Regions from separate parts of the Hordeum vulgare genome. Here region 1 is linked to region 2. A link is a contact called in public Hi-C data. All regions are on one chromosome and are shown on one strand. Each heading gives the region's core, a stretch centred on a gene start, on an enhancer-like site or on the middle of the called end of the contact. The rest is flanking DNA. Distances are from core to core; before and after follow the strand shown.

Evidence for each region. Hi-C and Micro-C count contacts between places; a contact is called where the count stands out from the background.
Region 1: a Hi-C map of leaf shows a contact between it and region 2, with 4 times the contacts expected there. The contact joins the promoter of LOC123448504 here to the promoter of LOC123450446 in region 2. A contact is called at or near these places in 1 of 6 Hi-C or Micro-C datasets (leaf) and 1 of 1 datasets of contacts at active chromatin or transcription factors (embryo).

The regions. Positions count from the first base shown.
Region 1 is chr4H:267,265,149-267,271,555 of MorexV3_pseudomolecules_assembly, forward strand. LOC123448504 (transportin MOS14) reads left to right here and starts at 2,229. Exons shown (of 21, transcript XM_045125415.1): 1 at 2,229-3,095; 2 at 3,192-3,275; 3 at 3,360-3,419; 4 at 3,908-4,036. The coding sequence starts at 2,448.
Region 2 is chr4H:266,490,976-266,497,799 of MorexV3_pseudomolecules_assembly, forward strand. It overlaps LOC123450446, which reads right to left and starts at 1,524. Exons shown (of 1, transcript XM_045127695.1): 1 at 1,150-1,524. The coding sequence starts at 1,524. The coding sequence ends at 1,150.

The sequences.
Region 1 (6,407 bases), core at 979-3,478, 770 kb after region 2:
CCGCGAGCAACTGGATAGCATGCGTGAAAGGAGAAGCTATCGGAACATAGACATGATTAGCAAACGGATTATTGGCCGGGGTGGACACCGACGCGAACGTTGATGCCAGAGCCTGATGTAGAACGTCGATGGCGTGGCCCATTGGCTCGAGGGCGTAGTCGCCCCCCGTGTCCTTGCTGGTGCCGACGTGGTCACGCCTGGAACTGGAACGATGGTGCTGGTGCCCCCGCCAGATGCTCCTCACCTGCGGTTGCAGGTCGCCCTTGTTGAAGTTCCGCGACCGTCGTGGATAGCTGATCCACCCGTCGCTCCAGATCGGGGCGCCACTTGACCAGATCCATGAGTTGTGTCGTGTTTGCGCGGATGTCGGTGTGGATGGCGTTAAGGGAGTTCGACATCTTGTCGAAGTAGTCCTTGAACGTCGGCTCCATGGCTTGGATCTGGTTACTCACCGATTGCTGAAGACGCGTCTCGATCACGTGCGCGAGCACGAAGATCCAGGCTATGAATACGAGATGTTAGCAACCTAACGAATCCGCTCTCGATCTATTACTCAATCACACAAATTAGATAGCTATTTGGGGATACAATCATCCGATATGCAAATTGGGGAAGAATGGAGGAAGGGGAAAAGAGTCGCCGCCGTTTCGTGCCGTGATCCAGTGAATACCGTTTGCCTCGAATGAACGCTAGCTAAGAGCATCTCTAGTAGAACCCTCAAACCCTTAAATCTAAAACCAGTTTTAAGGGTTGAGAATTGAGCATTTTTGACACTTTTAAGGGTTGAAAAACAGGGCCAAAGACTAGAACCCTCAAACCCAACCCTTATAATGGAATATTCCGTTATAAGGGTTGGGTTTGAGGGTTCTAGTCTTTGCCCCAATCCAACCCTTAAAACTGTCATTTCATATATCACACATTTCATCACATTTCATCATATGACATATCACAAATTCAATCATGAGTAAAACATTTGACAATGGAGATAAAATGTAAAGTGAAATAATAGCAACTTTGGAAGATCATGACAATCTGAAGCAAAATACAAAGGTAAGCATATCATGAAAATCTGAAACCAAATTATTCACATGCTAACTTATTTCTTAGCAGCAATCTGAAGAAAAATACAAGGTAAGCATATCATGAAAATCTGAAACCAAATTATTCACATGCTAACTTATTTCTTAGCAGTAATCTGAAGAAAAATACAAGGTAAGCATATCATGAAAATCTGAAACCAAATTATTCACATGCTAACTTATTTCTTAGCAGCAATCTGAAGAAAAATACAAGGTAAGCATATCATGCAAATTCTATTTACTAGCCTCTATTTGTAACTGATTTCTTAGCAGCAAAATCTGCCATGAAATCTGTTATGAAACCTGAAATCATGGAACCAGAAGCAAAATCGGTATCAATTGCACAGGGCATGTATCAATTGTACAGGGCAAAATCTGCCATGAAACCTGAAACCATGAAACCTGAAGCAAAATCTATCATGACTTGCCTGAAAAAAATCCAGTTGGCTAGAAACTCACATACACAAGGCATGTATCAATTGTCTCTCTGCCAATAATTCTGTTCTACTTATCTAGCTCGCGAGGGCACCATGGTAGAAGTGTGGAGGTGGAGAAGGATTGGAACAGGAGCTCATCGGGGCGCTGGGGAACTGCTGCAGCGGCTCAGGCCGGGGCGCGGAGGCGGGCGCGGAGGGGCGGCGGCCGGGGCGCGGTGGGCGGCGGGCTGGCGGCGGCGGCTGCGAATTCCTCCCGCGGGGGAACCAACTTCCTCCCGCGCGATGTGGGAGGAGGAGTGCGGGTTGGGGAGAGTTTTTCCTCCCAATCCTCACTTCTACACGCTGGGAAGGGGTTTGAGGGTTGGACCTCTAATTTTTTTTACGGGTTTAAGGGTTTACGGTTTCTAGTCCACACCGTTTTTTCGTTGAAAACTGTAAAAAAACGGTTATTTTTAAGAATTTAAGGGTTTAAGGGCTCTGCTAGAGATGGTCTAAGTAGGCTGCGCCTCACACCCACTCGGGACCGTGATTCCATGGATTGGGCTTCCTGGTTCTTGTAGGCCACCTGGTTGGCGAGGCCTCAGCCCGCCACTAGTCCTGACACACGGCGGCTCATGGTCGCCCTTCATGGACAAGAAAGGGGAGGGGAAAAAGACGGAGGACGTCGTTCGAGGGAGAGTCGGAAGTTCACATGCGGCCAGAAATTCGTGTAAAGGGATATGGACGCGAGACGGGATTCCAGCCGCTTGATCTAAGTCGCATGAGATGGGGCAAGATGGACCGGCTGTTCAGCCGGCGTGTCGCAGGCAAGCGCTTCCAATTATTAAATGCCCGAGTAAACTGGGGCGAATGATCAAATCTCCTCTCGCTTCCCCACCCGAATCCATCCACCTACGCACGCGCCCACCTCCCAGCCGCCTGGGCGGCAGCGATGGACGTCGCCGAGTCACCGGACATCCAGGCTCAGCTCGCCGCGGCCGTGCACGCACTTAATCACGCCTCGCATCCCTCCGCACGTCTAGCCGCCAACCAGTGGCTCCTCGGCCTACAGCGCTCGCCGCAGGCGTGGGCGCTGTCTGTCTCGCTCCTCGCTTCCGCGGATCATCCGGCCCCTTCCGTCGATCTACTCTTCTTCGCCGCCCAGATGCTTCGCCGGATGATCCAGTCACCCGACTACCCGCTCCTGGACAACGCCGCGCAGCTCCTCGACGCGCTCCTTGTCGCAGCGCGCCGTTTCTGCCTTGCCCCTCCCCGGCTGCTCACGCAGATCTGCCTGGCCCTCGCGGCGCTGGCGCTCCGCGCGGAGGGAGGGGTAGACGGGCTTTTCGCTCGAATGCCGCACCTACCCGACCCCGCCTTGCTGGAGCTGCTCACCGTGCTCCCCGAGGAGGTGGCGCAGGATGAGAGCGGCGACACGGGGGTCGACTCCGCCACGCGGTGCAGGTTCACGCGTGAGCTGCTCACGCACGCGCCCGCCGTGCTTGAGTTCCTGCTAGCGCAGTCTGAGAAGCCGGCCGCCGCCGACGGGCTGCCCCTCCACGAGCGCAGCCGTAGAATCCTGCGATGTCTACTGAGCTGGGTATGTACGGTCCTTGTTTGCTTCACCCTCAACTCAATATTTCAACTGCGTTCGTCTCTCGCTCTCCCTGTGCTAAGAGAAACGGCAATGTTGCAGGTTCGCGCGGGATGCTTCGCGGGAGCGCCGGCGTCCGCCCTCGCCGCACACCCACTTCTGACGTTCGCGTTCAACTCCCTGCAGGTGCGAAAAGTGTACCCACTTCGACCAATTGGTTGTGAACTCATCACGTCCTCACGTTGTTTCGTTCCTGTGTGGCTGATAAAGGCGTTCTTCTCGTTTGAAGTGGCCATAGAGGTTATGACCGAACTTGTCAGCCAGTACCAAGTAAGTTCCGTTCTTCTGTACTGCATTAGTGCAATCAACTCATTAACATCTACTTTACTGTTTAATTGTTGTATGAAATAGTGCTTGAAATGGACCTTGTACCAACTTCTCAGTGTACTTACTTTTCATGCAGTGCATTTCTTTCAGTTAAACCGTAGTTATCTTTATGAAGCATCATGAAATAATCTGGATCTGGACATGTCAGTTGATTCCAGTCCCTTTATCTTTTCACGTGCAACACATGCATTTTTGGTTCTCTTTTCACGTGCAACCACTGCATTTTTGCTGCTTCTGTGTGGTTGGTGGGCTAAGAAGATCCGTGTCATGGTATGAAGTAGTTGTCATGCAGTGTTGTTGACTACGGATGTTGTGCCCCCTTTTGTCCACTGTCCTTCTGTTGAGGTTGCTGACTAGCAAAGCATTGTTCAGCAAATGTTCTTCCAACTCATAATGAATGAGAATTCTGATGTATGCTGGTATGGTTGTAGGAATTACCGCAGGCATTTCTAAGCAAGATGCCATACATCAGAGAGGTTCTTCTTTTACCAGCTCTAGCTAATAGAAGTGAGAAGATTATTGCTGGTCTTACTAGTTTGATGTGCGAAGTTGGTCAAGCAGTAAGTTTTTTCTTACCTGTAAAGTTTTTTGTGTTTTAGCATGATGTGCAGGCCTTGTTTGTTTGAGCTTCAATTGGTTCCAAATCACATGTGGATTCGCTTCATTGGGAATCAACTTTTCCACTGAATACAACTAGACGTGCTTCAGGCAATTGCACTGAAAATGGCCCAAATCCAGTTTCAGCTTCACCGGCAAAGCTGATTTCAAATAGCTGTTTGTTTTGGCTTCTGATATTTTCTATGAGAAGCTGCTGCCTAAAGCTGAAACAGATATAGAGATAGTCTAGTTACTCACAATATGCCTGGTCAAAATTAGTTTCCCAGTTAGGGTTTGCTTTGGATGGACAATATATTGGTGAATCTACCTTTTAGCTTTTGTGGAACTCTCTTGTCACAGAGAACGCTAGAAGCTTGGCGCCACTTCATCCATACGACTTTACTTCGATGTCTCACATTGTGAGGAACTTGGATCTCACATGCTGGATAGGATGAATTTGGGGAAATTGTACTGGAGGATTCAAATTACAGGCACGAGTTCGCCCCCCCTCTCTCTCTCCTCTATCCACTACCCGCCAGTCCATCGCCACCTGGTCTAGAGAACAGGCAACGGTATAAGTAGTTACACCCGCATTAGTGGGCCCAGTGTGGGTTTGCAAGCCACCGGGGTAAGTTCCTGAGCCTTGTAGACTCGGGCCTTTTTGCCAGCGCTGTAGTCTTCTGTCCTCGGTCGTCAGTTGCACTTGCCGCGTCCCTCCCTTCTCCTTCAGTGATCGCCTAAGTCGTCAATGGGTCGATGACATCCCCCCTTGTTTAGTAGTGGGTGTAACTACTTATACCGTTGCCTGTTCTCTAGACCAGGTGGCGATGGACTGGCGGGTAGTGGCCGCAGCCCGAGGGAACTGCTGTTGCAAGGACTCCGGATCTTCCCAAGTAGCTTCAGAAGGATTATAACCACTCCATAGGATCAGTCCTTGTGCTACAGCCTTCTGACCAGCTTGGCGGACGCGAGTTTGCAGAACTGCCACTGGAACCTGCATCTGGTAGGAATCAGACGGTAGCTTGGGTTGAACAGTTGTCGTCATGGAAACAACCTTCTTGAGCCGCGACGCATGAAAAAATGGATGAATCTTGCTTGTAGGAGGCAACTGCAATTTGTAGGCCACTTCACCGATTTTGTCGATAATCTGGTAAGGCCCAAAATACTTGAAGGAAAGCTTGTGGCCACTTCACCGATTTTGCTTCAGGAACGCCATCTCACCCACTTCAAAACTTCTCTCAGTTCTGTGTTTATCAGCTTGGTTTTTCATTCTTTGCTGAGCACGATGCAAATGTTGAGTTACTGAATCTAGAACAATCTGCCTTTCTTGTAGCCAATGCTGAATGTCAGGAGCAGCAACAGTGTCACTAGCAGAGATGCCAAAATATGTAGGAGGATGGCCATACAAGATCTCAAAGTTTTTTTTTTGCCAAAAGCAGAATGCCAATTAGTATTGTACCAGAACTCACACATGGACAGCCACTTGCTCCACTTATGAGGGTCTGGCGATTCAGATGGAAGAAGAAGCCGATGGGACGAGTAGGTGAAGATTCCCTCCGCTCCTGTTCCCGAGCCTATTTAATAGGTCGGGTGCGGGGATCGAGGCGCCTCGCGCGGGAACCAAAAGGGCAAACTAAAGATTCGCACTTATGGCGCCAAGATTTTCGGGATATTTGCGCCACGAGATCCGCTGGAGATTGCCTCATCATTTTCCAAGGATAAAGGGATAAGGTGATGTCATCAAGAAATGGTTCGGCAACTTGGATATTTCCATGGAGGATGGCGGCTTAAGCGTATGATGCATGAAAGGAGTGGAATGAGTCGCCCCTAAACTAGGTAAGAGTTTATTGGCGTGAACAGGTTCAAGTCAATCTGGGGCCTAATGTTGGGGATATTATCTGCGGTGTGACCCGCCCTAGTTGGGCCGGGTCACCAAGTGGGCGACTCATCCTTCGGCGATTCAGGCTTTGGCTCGGTAGGCCCAGGAGCTGGATGGCAGTTCAAGATCCACGTGGAGGATCAATTATCGGGGAGTTCTCCAGTCTTGGAAAGCACGGCGATTTAGAGATAAAAAGAATCACGACTTGTGTTATGGCAAGGACTCTTGTAAACCCTAAGGCCTCGAACTGTATATAAAGGCGAGTTCCTGGAGAGGAGAGGAGATTTTAGAAATCATCGAGAGCTAGGTCATGCGAGTTACGCCCTCCTTGTAATCGAAACATCATCAACACGACACAAAGCAGGACGTAGGCTTTTACCTCCTCACGAGGGGCCGAACCTGGGTAAATCTGAGTCCCGCTCCCGCTCAACCCTTTTGAGTCGCCACCAAGGTGC
Region 2 (6,824 bases), core at 274-2,773:
AATTATTTAAATACACAAAATTCTACATATTTTACGTATCTAAATTATTTTAATGTGATGCACAGTTAAAAAGTTACGAGCATTTTAGAAATATGCATTTTCTGTTATTAGCAAAATTCCTGCAAATTGATTAAATTCGTGGATTGGAAAAAACATCACCGGGATAATTGCTATACTAGGGCAAAACAAGGGCATGGCAAAGCGTAATTAAATGGCGCCTAAGGGCGATAGATAACTAGGCAGAGGGGGCTCACACATGGGCTTCAGACCCGGTTGCTGCAGTGGCTGGAGGCGGCTCGCGGCTGGTCCAGCTGGACCATGGCACAGCCCACGTGCGGGCGATGCGAGTTGGGTCGGCTCACGGGGCGAGGCCCACGTAGTGGCTGGCGGCTGAGATCGTCTCTCCCTCCCAATCCTGGTTGGTGGCGACGGCGGTTGCCCGGCGAAGCGGGACAAAGGGCAGCGGTGTAGGCCAACGGCGAGGGTCGGCGGTGCAGGGGCAACCGGATGCAATTCAGGGCTCGACGGCGGGAAGGCCCCAAGGCGGCGGTGATGCGGTGGCGCTCCAGCGAGGTCCGGCCTGGCGGCGGGGTGCAAGCACCAGCAAGGGCGACGCGGGGGAGCGGCGGCTGGCCAGCGTCGGGCTCCGACAATGGTCCGGCGAGGGGTCGGCGATCGCGGGCGGCGTCGAGTGGCATAGGGCTCGGGGCTGCGGGGCAGGGAACTCGGGCTCCTCCCGCTATGGCACACGGCAGCGGGTGACGGTGGACGCGTCCGGGCCCAGCTGGGCTCAGCGGGATCGATCTGGGCCTCCAGGGCCGCGGGAGGTGGGAGAAGGGGCTATGGCTAGCGACGGGTGAGGCTGGAGGGTGAGGGGATCGAGGTGAATGAGGCTTAGAGCGTGTTTGGATACTCTCTAGTCATGTGACTAGTAGTAGTCAGACTAAAAGTTTTTAGTCAGGCCTTGTTTGGAAGGTGACTACTACTAGTCAGCATTAAATGTCTCAGTATTAAATTTTTCTCTCTCCCTTCCATTTATCTCTCTTCTCTCCCTTGTGCAACAGCAACTCCCGCGCAAGGAAGGAAAGCAGCTTCCTTTTCTCCCTCACGTCATGCAACAGCAGCTCTCAATACCCTTTTTTTCTCTCCTCACGCAAGCAACACAAGCACCAGACTATTCCTCACGAAAAGCACAAGAAAAAATGTACATACATAAAAAATCAAAATTGTCCAGACGGCCGCACTCCCCTGATGAAAAAGTTGAGTGTACATGCCCATGTTGGGGTAGGAGGCGGCGACGGCGGAGTCGGCGTTGAGGTCGATGTTCTCCAGCCCGATGGGAGCGCGGAGCCCCCCGGCCACCGAGCCGCGGCCGAGCCCCCCTGCCACCAAGCCGCGACCGGCGGATCCCCGGAGACGAGGGGGCGTCATCCCCCACCCGTCCTCGTCGATGTGGTGCGCCGCAGCACCGGAAGACGCCGTCTGCGAGAAGAAATCGAAGGGGAGTTCGCCGTCGCCATCCATGGTACGGACGCGGGAGCGCGGCGCGGCGGAGTGCTGCGGGAGTGCGGCGGCGGCTGTGGATGCGGAGCGGCGCAGCGGGGTGCTGCGGGCGCGGCGGGAGTGCGGCGGCGGCTGTGGATGCGGAGTACGGACGCGGAGCGGCGCGGCGGAGTGCTGCCGCGGCGGCGGAGTGCGGCGGCGGCGGTGGAAAGGGGAGCGGCGGCGGTGGAAAGCGGAGCGGCAGCCTCCTGCCTGCGTGCGAATGGGATGGGGCGGCAGATGCGGCGCCGATGGGCCCGGCAATTAAAAGTGACTTTAGTCACTTTTAGTTGGGGGTGGGGTGACTAGGGACTAAACTAGTTTTAGTCACCCATTAGTCAGGGGTGTTTGGAGGTTTACTGACTAAAAGTGACTACTACTAGTCTCTAGTCTCTAGTCACTAGTGATCCAAACACCCTCTTAGGGTCCAAATTAGGTAGGTTGGGGTCTATTTATAGCAAAATGGGGTTAGGGTTAGCTATTTTAGCCCGATTTGGGCCATTCGATCGTGATCGGACGACTCCGATCGTGGGGTGAGGTTAGGTTAGCCATGTTGGACTATGTAGAGGAAGTGGGATGAGATGAGAGGGTGGTTTGCAGCCCGGCACAAGATTTGAAACACCAAAAGCATGTGATGAATAAACCGATAACGGTGCCGCTATGGTCGACCGTTCGGGTATCAAACGGACTCCGATTGTGACAAAATTTGGCAAGCGGACTACCTACATTAAAACAAGACCGCACACCAAGTTTCAACCCAATCCGAGTATATTTATACAAACTTTTAAAACATATTTTAAAGATGTCGTGGGACAGTGCGTGTGTGGTTGGTCTCAAAACTGTCAACGGCGAAAACGGAGAGAACCGACAAGTTTTGAAAATATGACGGCCATGGAGTGCCGATGCAATGCGGATGATGCGATGATGAATGCGGTAACCAAATAAATCACATGACGACAATGGAATAAAAGGGTAATCTTATCCTCCGTTGATTCCGGGCTGTTACACGCACAGACTCAAGTTAGCGACCACGGTTCGATACCCCTCGAGAGCAATTAGCCCCCCTTTTACCTTTCTTTATGCGGCCACTCACAGTGGGCCCTACGCCCACATGTCATCCTTAGGGGCCCTCGTGTCTATGCTAGTGGGTCCCCCAAGTGATTTTTATTTTTATTTTATTTTTTTGTTGTTGTTTATTCTCTCTATGTGTTATTTCCAGTTTAGCAAATTTTCAAATCTATGCATGGCCAAATCTGGCAGCTGCCATTTTTGGCAAGTTATGACTTATAACTTGTATGTTGTTTTTGTGCTCTGTTTTCGGATGTTTTATCTAGAGTAACATAGGGGTGTCAAATATGAATTTTCGGGTAGAAAAATCCCAGGAATCTAGTGGTGCCATTAGTTTGGCCATTCGAGCAACTTTGTGAAAATGTCATTTTGTGATAAGGTGCCATTTTGTCATTTTCACATGATTTTATCCTTGCACTTTTAGGTAAACTTGTCAACATGAATGTGGTAGAGTTTTGAGGTTACTAGGCCCTAGTATTTTTCTTTACCATGATAAGCTTGTGGATTTGTGGGTTTCTTGCTGCCAACATTCTAAGTGTTGAACCTGTTATTTTCTGGCCATGTTGTCTTGATGATTCCATTGAATATGTTGTTCCTTTGTGGTTGGTCCAGTGTCATGAACAGTGGAGCATGTTATCCTCTGTCACCATGTGCAATTGGTTTGCAAGAAGGATACTTGCATCCTCATTAGTTTGGTTGTCCAATATGTCAACCTGTTAAAAATGCATTGTTGTGCCCCTTGTTTTTTCTCCAAGTGTGGGTATCTTATTTTATTATCATGCCATGTTTAGAGAATGGTACCATGAATTTTGTGCAGTTTTAGGTCTTTCTTAGTGGGGGTAATTTGTAGTAGTTGTTGCGCTCTATCAACCTGTTAAATTTCATGCGTTGGAAGTTGTTGTAGAGTAGAGTTTTATTGTTGTCAAGATGCCACCATTTTAGAAATTGCTAGTGCAAACTGAGATTTTTGCTAAGTCCTAACCTGTGATATTTCTTGTCATCTTAGGAGCTTGAATGCCACTGTTTCATGAACCTATCCATGTTGCTGTTAGTTAGCTATTATTGTGCTATTTGATAGCTTCATATTCGTGTCTTGGTTGAACTTGTTGAGTGGCTGTAGCTACTAGTTTTCACTTGAACAAAGTGGTATGTTGCTGTTTGCGGACATAATGGTTGTTGTTTTGTTTTGTGCTTTGTGTGAGTTGTGCTTCTTTGTTTTCCATGTATTTTAGGTCTATTGCACCTAGAATTTCATGCCCAATCCAGTGGCATACTTGGAGTGCCAAGACATAATCCATAACTCTCTCTCAAATGTTGTTTAGTCATGGTTGCCTTCTGCATCTTGTTTTGTGAATTCTGAGAGATTCGTGGCTCGGTTTGCTACGTTCCTTATATGTTTTTGCACCATTTTCTCATGATGCATACATTTCTTCCATGTTTATGTATGCCCAAATAAATAAACTTGTGGTTTTTTTTCCAGAATGCTAAACAACTTAATAAATGCATGAGAAAGATGACTAGTTAGCATTACCATGTTCCTTTCATACCCACACTCATGCATCATGGTGTTTGAAGCATTGCATCTTGACGTGTGTTCGTTGGATGTGTATTTTATTTGCGTAGCAACGGGTGCTCAGAACTTGTGCAAGCATCCCATTGAGTACGTTCATGTAGAGCAAGAGATGTACCCATCAGAAAAAGCATCAAGCAAGATGACCGTGAACTTGATATAGCCTCTAATTTCGTTGTGCTTAGATGACTCGTTTCCTTTGCTATTTATCGCTACCTACCACCTGAATATATAGCCTACAAACATTCCCATGAAAAGCCTCTAACCCTTCAGAACCTAGCAAACATAGATTGGCTAAGATAGCACTTGCTTAACCATCTTATAGAATTGCTAGTTGGAGGTGCAGGCCGATACATGTGTTAAAATGGGATTTTAAATATCATCTTATTACTACGATTTAATCTAATGCACCTATATACTTGGTAAAGGCGGAAGGCTTAGCCTTTTGCTGGTTGTTTTGTTCTGCTTTTGCCGTCTTAATTTCGGCTACCGGTGTTATGTTCCATATTCGGCACTCCTAACATGCTTGGGGTTGTTATGGGAACCCCCTTGATAACTTGTTTTGGTTTAAGACTTATCAGGCAAGACCCAACTTTGGTACTCCATTTGCAAAACAACTAAATGATAAAAATCATAGGGAATAGCTACCCCTGGGATAATCAATCAACCCCCGGGCCAGTGCTCCTATTGAGTGTTGGTCCAACCCAGAGCATCGTGCGACGCCACCCCAGGGAAACTCGGGGGATTTCTATCACGCCAGTGTACACGTAGCTTATATGGTGATCCTGAGAACGAGATACGTGGCTCTTATCGGCATCTTCGCCATGTTGGGCGATCTTGCTGGACTTGTTTTCACCTTCTCAAAATATCTTGTGCATCGGGATTTCAAGGATACTTTGGGCTATATAAAGGTTGAGGTCTTCCACCAAGGAATCCGACGAGATCACGGGATTCTCTGGTCGAGGCTTCCTATGAAGCTTGTGGTAGTTTGTGATGGACTAGTTGGAGCACCCCTGCAGGGTTAATATCTTTGAGAAAGTCGTGCCACGGTTATGTGGCAACTTGTAAAGTTTGTTTAACATCTGGTTATCGAAACCTTGAAGTAAAATCAATTCAAATGTGCCAACTCTGTGCGTATCTGTGACTGTCTCCTTTGCGATCTCCTTCTCAAACTAAGGACCCGGTGGGATTATGATTGGCGTAATTAGGTGTTCAGGATCACTTAGTGATCATAATGTAGACCACGACCATCTTGTCTAGACCACTCACTTTACATTATAATCCCGTAAGTTAGCCATAATATGTGCTTAGTGCTGCTGCAACCTCAACACTTAACATTCCACACCCAATAACTTGATTAGTTCCAGTATCATGGTCGCAAGATTGCTGAGTCCCTATAGCTCACAGATTACTACAACACCATAGGTTCAGGTACTACAGATCCAGAGGCGTTTGACGCTACACAACTTTAGTGGGATTTCGATGAAGGCAGTGGCCGCATCTACGTGACGTACCCCGACGATTAGACGACCTTGGTTGTCTCCCAGGCTAGCGAAACAGAGTCATTTCATTTTATCGTTTATCTTGTCCGTAGCCCAACCTTGTCTTATGGATGATTGAAATAATGTTGTGTGGCTTGTAACTTAACTTGCGGCAAGTGTAAGCCATCCATATACTCGTCTCTTCACAAATTTATTGTCATGATTTCTGTACTTGCGAAACGCTAAGATGCGCCTCTATCCATATTAAGTCTCGTCCCCAAATATAGATAGTGCCGCATCTTGGTTCAAGTCGTTAATGTGGCACCCCGGCTTAGAGGAAAACGGAACACCCCGTATTCCAGCCTAGGGACAAGTCTTCTAGAATACGGCACCGTTGACATAGAACAAATCAGCTCTTTATTACTATGGAAAAGGTTACTAAGGTACTTTGATTATAGCGATAGTACACCTGCCTACGGTAAGTCCTATACTAGCAGCGGAACAACGACGATTGTGATGAACTCCACTCCGCAGGGACTCTGGCTAGAACGCGCATCCTAGCTTGCAACTCGGGATCCTCGACAAGCAAGCAATCATGGCATGACTTGCAAACTGGCATGACATGCCAGGTGAGTACTTCGAATGTACTCGCAAGCTTACAACAAACATCAACATTAAGGGAAGACAACATCATAGCAATCAAGGTTAGGTAAAGATTTATCATCACCGAAGGGGTAGTTGAAAATAACTATACCAGGCTACACTCACCGTACTCTGGTGACCAACTCATGATCTCAGCAAGAACCTTTAGTGAATGTCCTCGAGACTTGTCATCAGCATGATGCCCAACTGCTATCATACTCAAATGAGTTCTTCCATCATTATTATCACTACCATGGTTATGGTTGACCACCTAGTGAGGTCTGGATGGGCTGTCCAATATCGTGGACGTGGCTATTTGACTTGATTTGACACTATGCAGAGGTTGCACACTTTACCCACATCATGGAGCACTAACCTCGTGATCCCATTCGGGTGGACCAGTGTTGCTCCAACGAAACATGCCTGATCCATGACTCTCCCATCGTACCACCAGCATTCATTGTCCCCCAGAGCCCTGCCCTAGGTGGCCCCTGTGCCCTCATGACACCTGCCATCGTCGT